Linked DNA regions of Mus musculus: region 1 is linked to region 2. The links are chromatin contacts, called in public HiChIP or PLAC-seq maps. All regions are on one chromosome and are shown on one strand. Each heading gives the region's core, a stretch centred on a gene start, on an enhancer-like site or on the middle of the called end of the contact. The rest is flanking DNA. Distances are from core to core; before and after follow the strand shown. Region 1 overlaps Gm34880 (a long non-coding RNA gene). Region 2 has its middle 17 kb from the start of 4930578M01Rik.

Evidence for each region. HiChIP or PLAC-seq counts read pairs in DNA pulled down with a chosen protein or histone mark.
Region 1: an H3K4me3 HiChIP or PLAC-seq map of bone marrow-derived macrophages shows a contact between it and region 2, with 4 times the contacts expected there. The contact joins two enhancer-like sites. A contact is called at or near these places in 2 of 39 promoter capture datasets (both in liver) and 2 of 115 datasets of contacts at active chromatin or transcription factors (bone marrow-derived macrophages and microglia).

What each region holds. Positions count from the first base shown.
Region 1 is chr15:99,663,395-99,668,237 of GRCm38.p6, forward strand. Gm34880 (a long non-coding RNA gene) reads right to left here. Exons shown (of 4, transcript XR_875662.3): 3 at 2,073-2,190; 4 at 970-1,323. Among named protein-coding and RNA genes, the nearest start is that of Gm34880, 4.0 kb to the right of the region's middle. Within about 2 kb of position 1,592, at least 121 of the 459 cell types and tissues checked have an H3K27ac peak or open chromatin away from gene starts, as enhancers often do. A contact at or near this core is called in bone marrow-derived macrophages, where this site is marked.
Region 2 is chr15:99,000,366-99,005,808 of GRCm38.p6, forward strand. No RefSeq gene overlaps it. Among named protein-coding and RNA genes, the nearest start is that of 4930578M01Rik, 17 kb to the left of the region's middle. Within about 2 kb of position 1,481, at least 44 of the 459 cell types and tissues checked have an H3K27ac peak or open chromatin away from gene starts, as enhancers often do. A contact at or near this core is called in bone marrow-derived macrophages, where this site is marked.

The DNA.
Region 1 (4,843 bases), core at 342-2,841, 660 kb after region 2:
GACTATGCCACTTCCTGCTCACAACCCCTCAACGGCCACCCTGCACCCCAAGGCTGATCTAAGATCATCCACTTAACCCCAGCCCTTGACCCACTAAACAGATAAAACTACCCTGTCTTCACCCTGACATCCCCCGTCGTCATCTTTTTCTTTTTCAGACTAAAATGCCTTGCCTCCATCTCACGCCATTATTACCAATTCAGATTAATAATAAAAGCACGGGGGCTGGTGAGATGGCTCAGTGGGTAAGAGCACCCGACTGCTCTTCCAAAGGTCCAGAGTTCAAATCCCAGCAACCACATGGTGGCTCACAACCATCCGTAACGAGATCTGACGCCCTCTTCTGGTGTGTCTGAAAACAGCTACAGTGTACTTACATATAATAAATAAATAAAATCTTAAAAAAAATAATAAAAGCACATCCCAAACACTACATTCTAGAATGCTTTCCTGGTTCTCACCAATTCTCTTCTCCCCCCCTCCCTTCCCCCCCCCCAGGCCCCCCTCACTTCTTTCCTCCCCGCCCCTCCTCCTCCCGGTAGTTTTTCTTAGCATCACATTCTTTCTCTCAACGAATCAGCTACCCAGGTGTCAGTTGTCCCTCCCAGGTGTCAGTTGCCCCTCCTAGGTGGTTAGCTCCATGAAGGCAGGACTCACTTCTGATTGTGGGAAGCAGCGCAGAGCTGCCTGCCCACGCCCCTACATGGAATGAGTACTCAGCTAACAGGTGGTGGGTTCCTCTAGCTCTGGGTAACCATGTCTCATAAACAGATGTAGCAGAAATTCTCATTGTCCTATGCAGACCATGGAAACCCCCAAAATGAAAGGAGCCAGAAGTGGGCACGTGCCAGGGCCCACGGGGCAGATGGCAACGAGCTGGCAGAACCAGATTCTAAGAGCATGTGGCGCTGTGTCTGCTTAGACCATCAACATTCACCAGTCAGTCAACGTTGGGTTTTTGTTGTTGGGTTTTTTTTTTTTTTTGGGGGGGGGACTCTTTTCGAGACCGATGCTAGGCAAGGATCAGGATGCTGTCAGCTTCTAAAGAAGTGTGTGCCCGTGTGCCCCCAAGCTCTAGGTGTCACACACGTGTGCCCACGCGTGTTCCACGTGGGCAGAGAGTTCCAGCTCTCCACAGGCAGCCTTATGCGTGACGAGGCTGATAGGGCCACCCTACACCCTGTTTCCAAACAGCTCCCCTTTCTGCGCCAGCGCTGCTGCCTCTGCCGTCTGTTTGCCCCTCGCCTCCTCCTCCCTCTGTTGGGGCTGCCGCCGATGATGAAATTTGGCTTGCAACACCCTCTTCCTCCGGTTCCTGCAGGCCTGGGAGAGGATTAAGCCGCTGGAGTCTGAAATCGGAAAGATCCCAGCTTCTGCTCCCCAGCACCTCCCCTCGCCCTCTCCCCCTCCCCGCCCATGCAAAACCAGAAAATTAATCTCCCCTTCTGCCTGTGATATGGAGGGCTGCATTACAAGCTGGGCGTCGAGATAAAGCAGAGAGCCGAGGGACGCCAGCCCAGCACAGGGGCCCCCGGGTGGGGCCGGCCGGGGAGATAAGGGCCTCCCAGTCCTATGAATTATTCACCGCCTCTGCCTCCTCCGGCTCGCTGGCCGCCCTGGGCGCTGAGATTGCGCCTTCCACAGGCGCCGGTTAGGGTGGGAGGGGGCCCGCTGGGAAGGGCAGCGGACTGGAGAAGTCCTGCTAGGTGGTGGAGGATTGTGCTTGGCTAGAACAGCTCCGAGACCCCAGCGCCCTAAGGACTAACTGATGGAAGAAAAGGAAAACGCGCACACGACACGCACACGCGCGCGCGCGTACACACACACACACACACACACACACACACACACGCGCGCGCGCGCGCGCGCGCGCGTGAGCATACACACACCCTGCCTAACCCAGCCAGGACTCCTGGAGAATGCTCTTCATTTATGCAATTCCTTAAATGCTCACTCCAGGTCTCTGCATCCCACAGTCAGAAACACAGCCCCTCCCCCAGGGGATGCCCTGGATATATGCCCCCACTGCAGGCCAGCAAGTTAAAGACTTGAGCATGCATGCCTAGGCTCACCTTATCCAGAGTACTCTCTCCTCTGGAAATCAAGGCAACCCCTGCTTATTCTGCAACACCCCATGTGAAACAGGTTCAAAAGGATGTAGAGAAGGCCAGACAGGAGTACAGGGAGGACCTGGAACTCAGGTGAAAAATAAATCAGGGAAGTTTCTGTGGGTAAGAAAAGCCCCTGGCACCATGGACCTTCTGTTTCCCTCTGACTCTCATTGCTCAAAGACCCAGACTTTCCAGTCAGGGAAAGGACACAGGGATCACTGCCCCGTCTCAATGTCTCCAGCTCTCCTTACCTACCCGGTCTCTCTCCATGCATCTGCCCTTTTAATCTCTACCTTGCCCCCTTCTCCTTAATGATCTTTCCCTTGAAAAACTGATGTCGGAAAATGACATGTTGATACGTAAGTCAGAATGTGAGGCAGGGAAGAGGTGGCCATCTTCCAGCCCCTACCCCAGTTTGGACGGAGGAAGGGCAAAAGACAGGTTCAAGCTTAGCTATGGCTGCACGGGACAGGGGCAACAGCAGGGGGGAAATTGCCACCACCTCCTGCCCCATATCTGTGCCCTCTCGCTCCATGACCTGGCACAAATAAGAGCCCTTGAGCAGACCAGAGAGCCAGGAGTCAGAAACGAAGACCAGAGGAGGATGCTCCAGGACTGTAGGGGAGACACTGGGACCTGACAGACGACCATGAAGCTGCTGGCTCCTGAGGCAGATGTGGAGCCCACTCATCAGATCCAAAGTCAAGCAGGACAGGAACTGGTAAGGTGAGAGAGGAAGGAGAGGAGATGGGAGGAGGACGAGTGAACCTTGACAACAAAGAAGGCGGTGACTTGAATGAGCAGAGGAGAGGAATGGGGTCAGAAGTGAGCAGAGGGTGAGTGAGAAAGGGTGAAGGTGGCAGGGAGGTATCAGACATGGAGGAAAGGAGCATCTGGATCAGAAGATCGACAGCAGGGGGAGAAGGGATGGTCATGGGTGGGACACAGAGGGGTGAAGGGGTGCAGGGATGGGTCCCCAGCCCCTTCCCTGCTGCCTGCTAATTAACTTCTTAATCGCCTCTGCATTTGCTGAGCTGGCAAAGGAAGTGGATGTAGACAGATTGGGGCGTTCGTGATTTCACGCACGGGGGAGCGAGAAGAGCTGCCTCAGAGTCCCAGGGGGGGCCTCGTCCCCCCTGTGCCCTCCCCTCTTCCCCACCCATCTCTGAGAGGCTGGAGGGTGCTTCTATACATACAGCAGATGGGGCCATATGCAAGGAGAGTGTCCATGGGGAATCTGCCCCCATCAGCCTTTCAAGGATGCTCGCTAGGCATTGCTGATGGAGCGAGTGCCTACCGTTTGCCAAGCACATGCTGTCTTATCAGCCTAGGCATTAGTTGCGTTGTATAGTTTATGGAGAAAAGCGGGACCCAGGTAGACTACATTTCCTGTCCAGGATCACCACACAGTAGGACTGAGGATCAGGTCAGCAAGACATCCAAACCCTGGGTGGATAGGCCCAGGGAAGCAGAAGGAAGCCAAAGGGCTTTAATCTCAGCCCCTGGAATCCTCAAATCCTCAAGCTGCTGCTGCTGCTGCTTCAGATTTATTTATTATATGTACGTACACTGTAGCTGTCTTTAGACACTCCAGAGGAGGGCATCAGATTTCATCACAGATGGTTGAGCCATCATGTGGTTGCTGGGATTTGAACTCAGGACCTCTGGAAGAGCAGTCAGTGCTCTTAACTGCTGAGCCACCTCTCCACCCCCTCCCCTCCCCCAGCATCTTCTAACCAAGGCCTTGGCACCACCGACTCCCTTGCTATAGGATAACTGCCTCTCTGCAGCACTCCCCCACCACCGTGCCTTTCACAACTGACCTTTGTTCTAGAATCAGTCATCAACAAACTCCGCTTTGATGCTGAGAGGTCTTGAGGCAAGGACTGCCCTTGCCTCTGACACAGGGAAAGCTGTAGGAGATGTTTGCTGCAGTGGAGAGGGCTGGAAGAGAGTGGCACCCATGAGGGCTGATCTCCCCTCAGACGACAGAGCGAGGAATTTAGGTGTAAAAACCAAGCTCCAGAGGCTAGGGGTTGTTGTAATGAAGTCTTGATTCAGACAGACTGGTTCTGAGGAGACTTAGGAGTTTTAAGAACTTACGGTGGAGCTGTAGAAGGGCCCCATAGCTAAAAGCCTTGGCTGCTTTGCCAGAGGATTCAGGCTCAATTCTCAGCACCCACATATTAACATATTACAACTATACACAACTCCAGTTCAGGAGATCTAGTGCCCTCTTCTGGTTTCTACAGGCACCAGGCATTCATGTGATACACAGACATATACACAAGCAAAACAACCATATACATAAAAGAAATAATAACTTAAAAAAAAAAAGTTTGGCCACCCAGGCAGGCATGGTGGCTTATACCTTTTACCCAGCACTCAGGAGACAGAGGCAAGCAGATCTCTTTGAGTTTGAGGCCTGCGTAGTCTACCCAGTAAGTTCTAGACCAGCCAGGGTGCCACAGTAAGACTGTCTCAAAACAAAACAAAAAGTTTGGAGATCTGAGCTCCACCCACTGAGTTTGAGGTTTACTTGATCTAAATTAAACTCCATTGGGAGGCAGAGACAGGCGGATTTCTGAGTTCGAGGCCAGCCTGGTCTACAAAGTGAGTTCCAGGACAGCCAGGGCTATACAAAGAAACCCTGTCTCGAAAAACCAAAACAGGGGCTGGTGAGATGGCTCAGTGGGTAAGAGCACCCGACTGCTCTTCCAGAGGTCCGGAGT
Region 2 (5,443 bases), core at 231-2,730:
TAGAATACAAAATATTTGATTATATTGGGCTGAGAGACGGCTCAGCAGTTACGACAGGTGTCTCAGAATGTCAGAGCCAAAGACACCTCTAAGAAGACACTTCCTGGTGCCCTCAGGTTGCTCTGTGGAGACCGGGGCCTGAGAGGAGCCCCCAGGGCCTGGAGTTACCAAGGCCACGTAGAAGAGCAGAAGCGTGCCTCCAATCTCTGAAATGAGAGACGGAGTATGGCGAGTTCTGGAAAATGTCCACTAGAAGGTAACATCAGCTAACTGTCCACGCAGGGTTATTTTTATTTGAATGCATAACCAGGACTCGGGGTTTTCTCCCAAAAGATTCCAGTAGGGGGCAGCAAACATTAGCATGGATCTCAAGCTTACAATTCTTTTACTGTGTGAGAATACTTTAAAACCGTTTATTAAAAAGACTTATCTATGTGTTTGAGTGTATGTACACCATATGTGTTGCCTGGTTGCCACAGTTGTCTGATGAGGGGTTGCATCCCCTGGAACTGGAGTTGGGATGGTTGTGAGCCACCGTGTGGGAGCTGGGATTTGTACTCTATATCCTCTGCAAGAGCAGCTGGTGCTCTTAGCCTCTGAGCCATCTCTCCTGCTCCCAAATAAATCTTACAGGAAAGAGCTTCCACACAACTTGACCTATGTTTTATCTTATCAACCTATAATCGTGTCCCGTGTCCCTGAAAAGCTGCCTTGTGATCCCATGTATGAAAGCAGAGGGGAGCAGTGGGAGGAGACAGGAGACTTAGGAAGAGAGGGCAGCTGGGCGAAGGCCAGCCTCAGCTACAGGGGACCCTGTCTCAAAAGGAGAGGAAAATGAAAAACCATGCAAGACACTGCGGCACATTCCCGTGATCCTAGCGCTTGGAAGGCAGAGAAAGGATTGCCTAGAGTTCTCTCCACAGCCAGCTTAGGCCAGCCCTGGCTATATAATAAAACCCTGTCTCAAAATAAAAACATTCCTTCATCCCCCTCTGAGCCACTGATACCTTGTCGTCCGTCCACCACCCCCACCCCCCCCCACCCCCGCCCGGGAGACACAAAGGCCCGTTCTTTCCACAGAGGGCGCCAGCACACCAAGGACCAATTCCACCCAAGTTGAACTTCTGATGAGTCAGTGAGTTTATCTGAACATGGGTGACCCCCAAACAGCCGAATCCCGAAGACCCGCCCCCGCGTAGGAGCCAGCCTCCTGAAAGCTGCATAGCTTTAACGATGAATCTTTTACTTCCTGTACATACTAATACCCCAGGAGTCCAGAGCCGCTGGCGCAGTATCCCCTGCACCGGGGGCTGGTGCCCAGGAGGGTGTGACTGCAGCCTGGGCTGAGAGTCGTTGGATGAGGGAATGGAGGCCGGCCTGATCTTGGTGGGGTCGCAGCTGCTCTGCTGAGAATGTGACAGCTCTGTTCTGGACAGAAGGCAGCGGCAAAGCGGGAACTACGGGAGCTGCCTAAGTCACACGTGGCTGTTGAGAACTGCAGACTCAGCATTCTTGAGAAGCCAGCGCCTGCCCTGGGGCTATCTTTTGACCTTTTGTCTTCCTCTTCTTCCTCCCCACTTTACCTCCCCTCTCCAACCCCTCCCATCTCCTCCGCTACCCCCCCCCCCCTTTAATTTTTGAAACCAGCTCTCAGACCATGCTGGCCTGGAACTCAAAAAGCTCCACCCACCTGCCCCTGCTTTGGAGATCCCAGAGCCATGGGATACCTGCCCAGGAGAGCTGCACACAGGAGTGGAACAGTGACATCAGACATGGACTACAGGATTTGGGATTTGCCTGGGCCAGGTTTCGGCCTTGCTTTGGTCTAGGATTCCCTCACTGTGCCCCACTTCCTCCTCTTGGAACTATAATCTCTATTCTGTGCCGCTGTGTGTCGGCAGAATGTAGTTTACTTTTCAATTTTACTGAGGGTTACAGTTAAGAGATGGCCTGGTCTTTAAGTGTTTGGACCTACACAGAAAGGTCCGGGGAACCTGACTTGGGGAACAAGGGGATGAAGAAAGACACACAGGCAAACGGAAGGAGAAGCAGGGTCTGGGGAGAACTGTGGGACTGTGATAGGCAGCCTATTTTGGTTGAATGGGGCTTGCTCCTGTGACCCAATAGAGAAATCTACAAGGGACGGAAAGGCGAGCCACGTTCCCAGAATCAGGTGACTGTCCATAATTCTGTGACTATCAGTCTTGCAGACAATGTGCCAAGCTTCGGGCATTCTGGCTAGACTCCACCCTCACAGTTACCTGTCTATAGCCAGATATGTTCCTCCCCACAGTTACCTGGCAACAGCAAGATAGCCCAGCCCACTATAAAAGGGGCTGCTTGGACCCTCCTAGCTCTCTTAAGCTCTTACCTTTCTTACTCTCTAGCCCTACTTCTCTCTCCCTTTCCCCCTCTCTCCACGTGCTTGAAGGATGGGAGCCCGGTGTCTAACCTCCCGCCAGAAGGCCATCCCGTGCTCCAGCCACGGATCTGACCAAGGACTCACACCCACATGGGAACCATCCAGGACCCCCTCTCCCCCTGCACTCTCCTCCCCTCATCCCCGGGGCCCAGTGCTGTCCCCGGGGCCCTTATTCTGTTCTCAGCTCCTCCTCCGTATCCAGCGTGGGATGCCGGAGGCTGAGAACCTGGTACCTAGGGCTGACCCTTGTCCACCACCCACCGTGTGGGCTCAGTGGCTTCACACAGCCCAGATGTCCACCTGGGGCCGCGTGAAAAGCGTGCGCAGTCCTCCCGTGTCGCCCGCCCAGAACACCAGAACTCTGGCGGGTCGTGGACTCTCTCCCATTCCCCTCTTTCCCCCACACCCACGGCCCCGCAGAGAACTGTACCACCAGCAGCCTGGGAACCAGGCATGTAGACCCTTGGAGGAGGCAGCTTCAATCCCAAGCAGGGGAGGCATTGACATCCTTGCCGTGGTCATGCTCCCATGACAACACTGCACAGTTAACTCAGGACTCCACATGCTTAAGTGAAGTTAAATTAAATAAAACTTGTGATCTGGGGGCTGGTGAGATGGCTCAGTGGGTTAGAGCACCCGACTGCTCTTCCGAAGGTGCAGAGTTCAAATCCCAGCAACCACATGGTGGCTCACAACCATCCGTAACAAGATCTGACCCCCTCTTCTGGAGTGTCTGAAGACAGCTACAATGTACTTACATATAATAAATAAATAAATAAATCTTTAAAAAAAAAAAAAAAAAAAAAAAACTTGTGATCTGCCCTGGCCTCCTAAGCAGCCATGTCAAAGGCATGCTAGCTTCGGAAGAGCAGTCAGTGTTCTTACCCACTGAGCCATCTCGCCAGTCCCAAGGATACAGTTTTTAATCAAGAAACTCATCTTTATTTAAAAAAATTTTTTTTACTTATGTGTGCAATGCTAATGAAGGCCAGAAGAGGGCATCAGAATCCATGGAAGTAGAGTTACAGATAGCTGTGAGCCGAGCCACCAAGTGGGTGCTGGGGACCAAACCAAGGTCCTCTGGAAGAGCAGACAGCCTTTCAACCACTGAGCCATCTCTCCAGTCCTGTTTGTTTGGTTTTTGAGACAGGGTCTCACTATGTAGCCCTTACTGGCCTCACTGGAACTAAAGGTGTGCGCCATCACGGCTGGCTTCTTGTTGCTTTTCAAACACCATGAAATGGTTTGGCTAATCAACTCCAATCTTTCCAGCTACTTGGCCAAAATGGTATGGCTAGTCAGTCATAAAGGTGCATGCCTTTAATCTCAGCACTTAGGAGTCAGAGGCAGGAAGATCTCTATGAGTTCCAGGACAGCTTGGTCTACATAGCAAACTCCAGAACAGCTAGAACTACCTAAAAGGACCTTGCCTCAAAACAAAATGCAAAAGCAAAATGTTATAGCTCAGAATCACCCACCCTTTCCTGATCGCTCACTGCATTCTTCCTGGCCAGTGTCCTCCTGCGCCTTGGCAGCGACCAGGGGCTTCAGGATGTAAAGAACCTGATATGGATCCTGGGACTGACCTGATAGCTCTGGCCTCAGCTCTGAAATCGGTCAGCTTGAACCACAAATCTCCTGGGCTTCCCTTGCAAGTTGGTCGCCAAGACAGCTCCACTCCTCGCATGACAGACTGGTTCCCGTGGGATGACCTCCCATCTTATCCCAGGCGTTCATCTCAATTCGTAGGTCCTTTCCCTCCATCTTGGTCCTCCAAGAACTCTCTGAACTTTGGTTTGCTGGGCAGCTGAGAATATCTGTCTCCATGACGACACGCTAGGATGTTTAAATGAAATGAACAGTAAAAACTTTGTCTTACGTCTGGAAGATGGAGGCCAAGCCCTGGCCTTGTTGATGACGCCTTCCCTACTCCCTCAAGCGATGTGGTCCAGTGTTCTGCCTTCGCTGCTGCCGTGCCTTCTTACATTCACCTACCTCCATGGAGTTATTTTGAACGTTTGAGCCAATCAGCACCCTCTGTAAGTGGGGCGGGGTTAGAAGGTCTGGAGCCTTGGCACCTGCGCAGAGTGTGCATAACGCCTCTCCCTACGTTTATCAATGGTGTTGCCTACTGGAACATGGCTGATCCTGAGTGCCTCCGGGTCTGTGTCAGTCAATGCTTCCCATGGTTTTCTTTGCCAAGTCCCCAAGCCCAGGTGGGTGAAATTGACCAGCTCTACTGTTAGCAACATTAGCTCTCTCCTGAGGGACTCAGGGAAGATGCTCACAGCTAAGAAAATGGAGTGGGGAATGTAGCAATGAATGTAGTAATGGGTGAACCGTCAGGAAACTGGACTGTGAGCCTGTTTTTGTTTGTTTGTTTGTTTTTTAATCTTTTTGTTGGTTTGTGTTTTGAGATAGACTCATTCTCAACTCAGACAGGTCTAGAACTTACTTGATAGCTCAGGCTAGCTTCAAACTCAGAACACTACTCCAGAGCGAGGGCTCAGACTCCCGAGCCACCACATGTGGCAGTAGAAAACTAAACACAGGGCAGAAGAGATGGCTTTGTGGTTGTGTGCTTGTGGTTAAGGGTCTCACAGTTCTTCCAAAGTTCCAAGTACCCACTTTTGGTGATGGCTCAAAACCACCATAACTTCTTCTCTGAGGGGATAGGTAGCCCCTTTCCGGCTTCAGCTGGCACCTACATTCCAGAGGATATATTCACACAGACACACTTAATTAAATAATGCTTAGGGCCAGATGGTATTGGTGCAAGCCTTTAACCTCAGGACTCGGGAGGCAGAGGCAGGAGGATCTCTTGAGTTCATGGCCAGGGTGGTCTACAGAGTGAATTAGGACAGTCAGGGCTACACAGAGAAACTGTGTCTTGAAAAATCAGAAAATAGCCGGGGCGTGGTGGCGCATGCCTTTAATCCCAGCACTTGGGAGGCAGAGGCAGGCAGATTTCTGAGTTTGAGGCCAGCCTGATCTACAGAGTGAGTTCCAGGACAGCCAGGG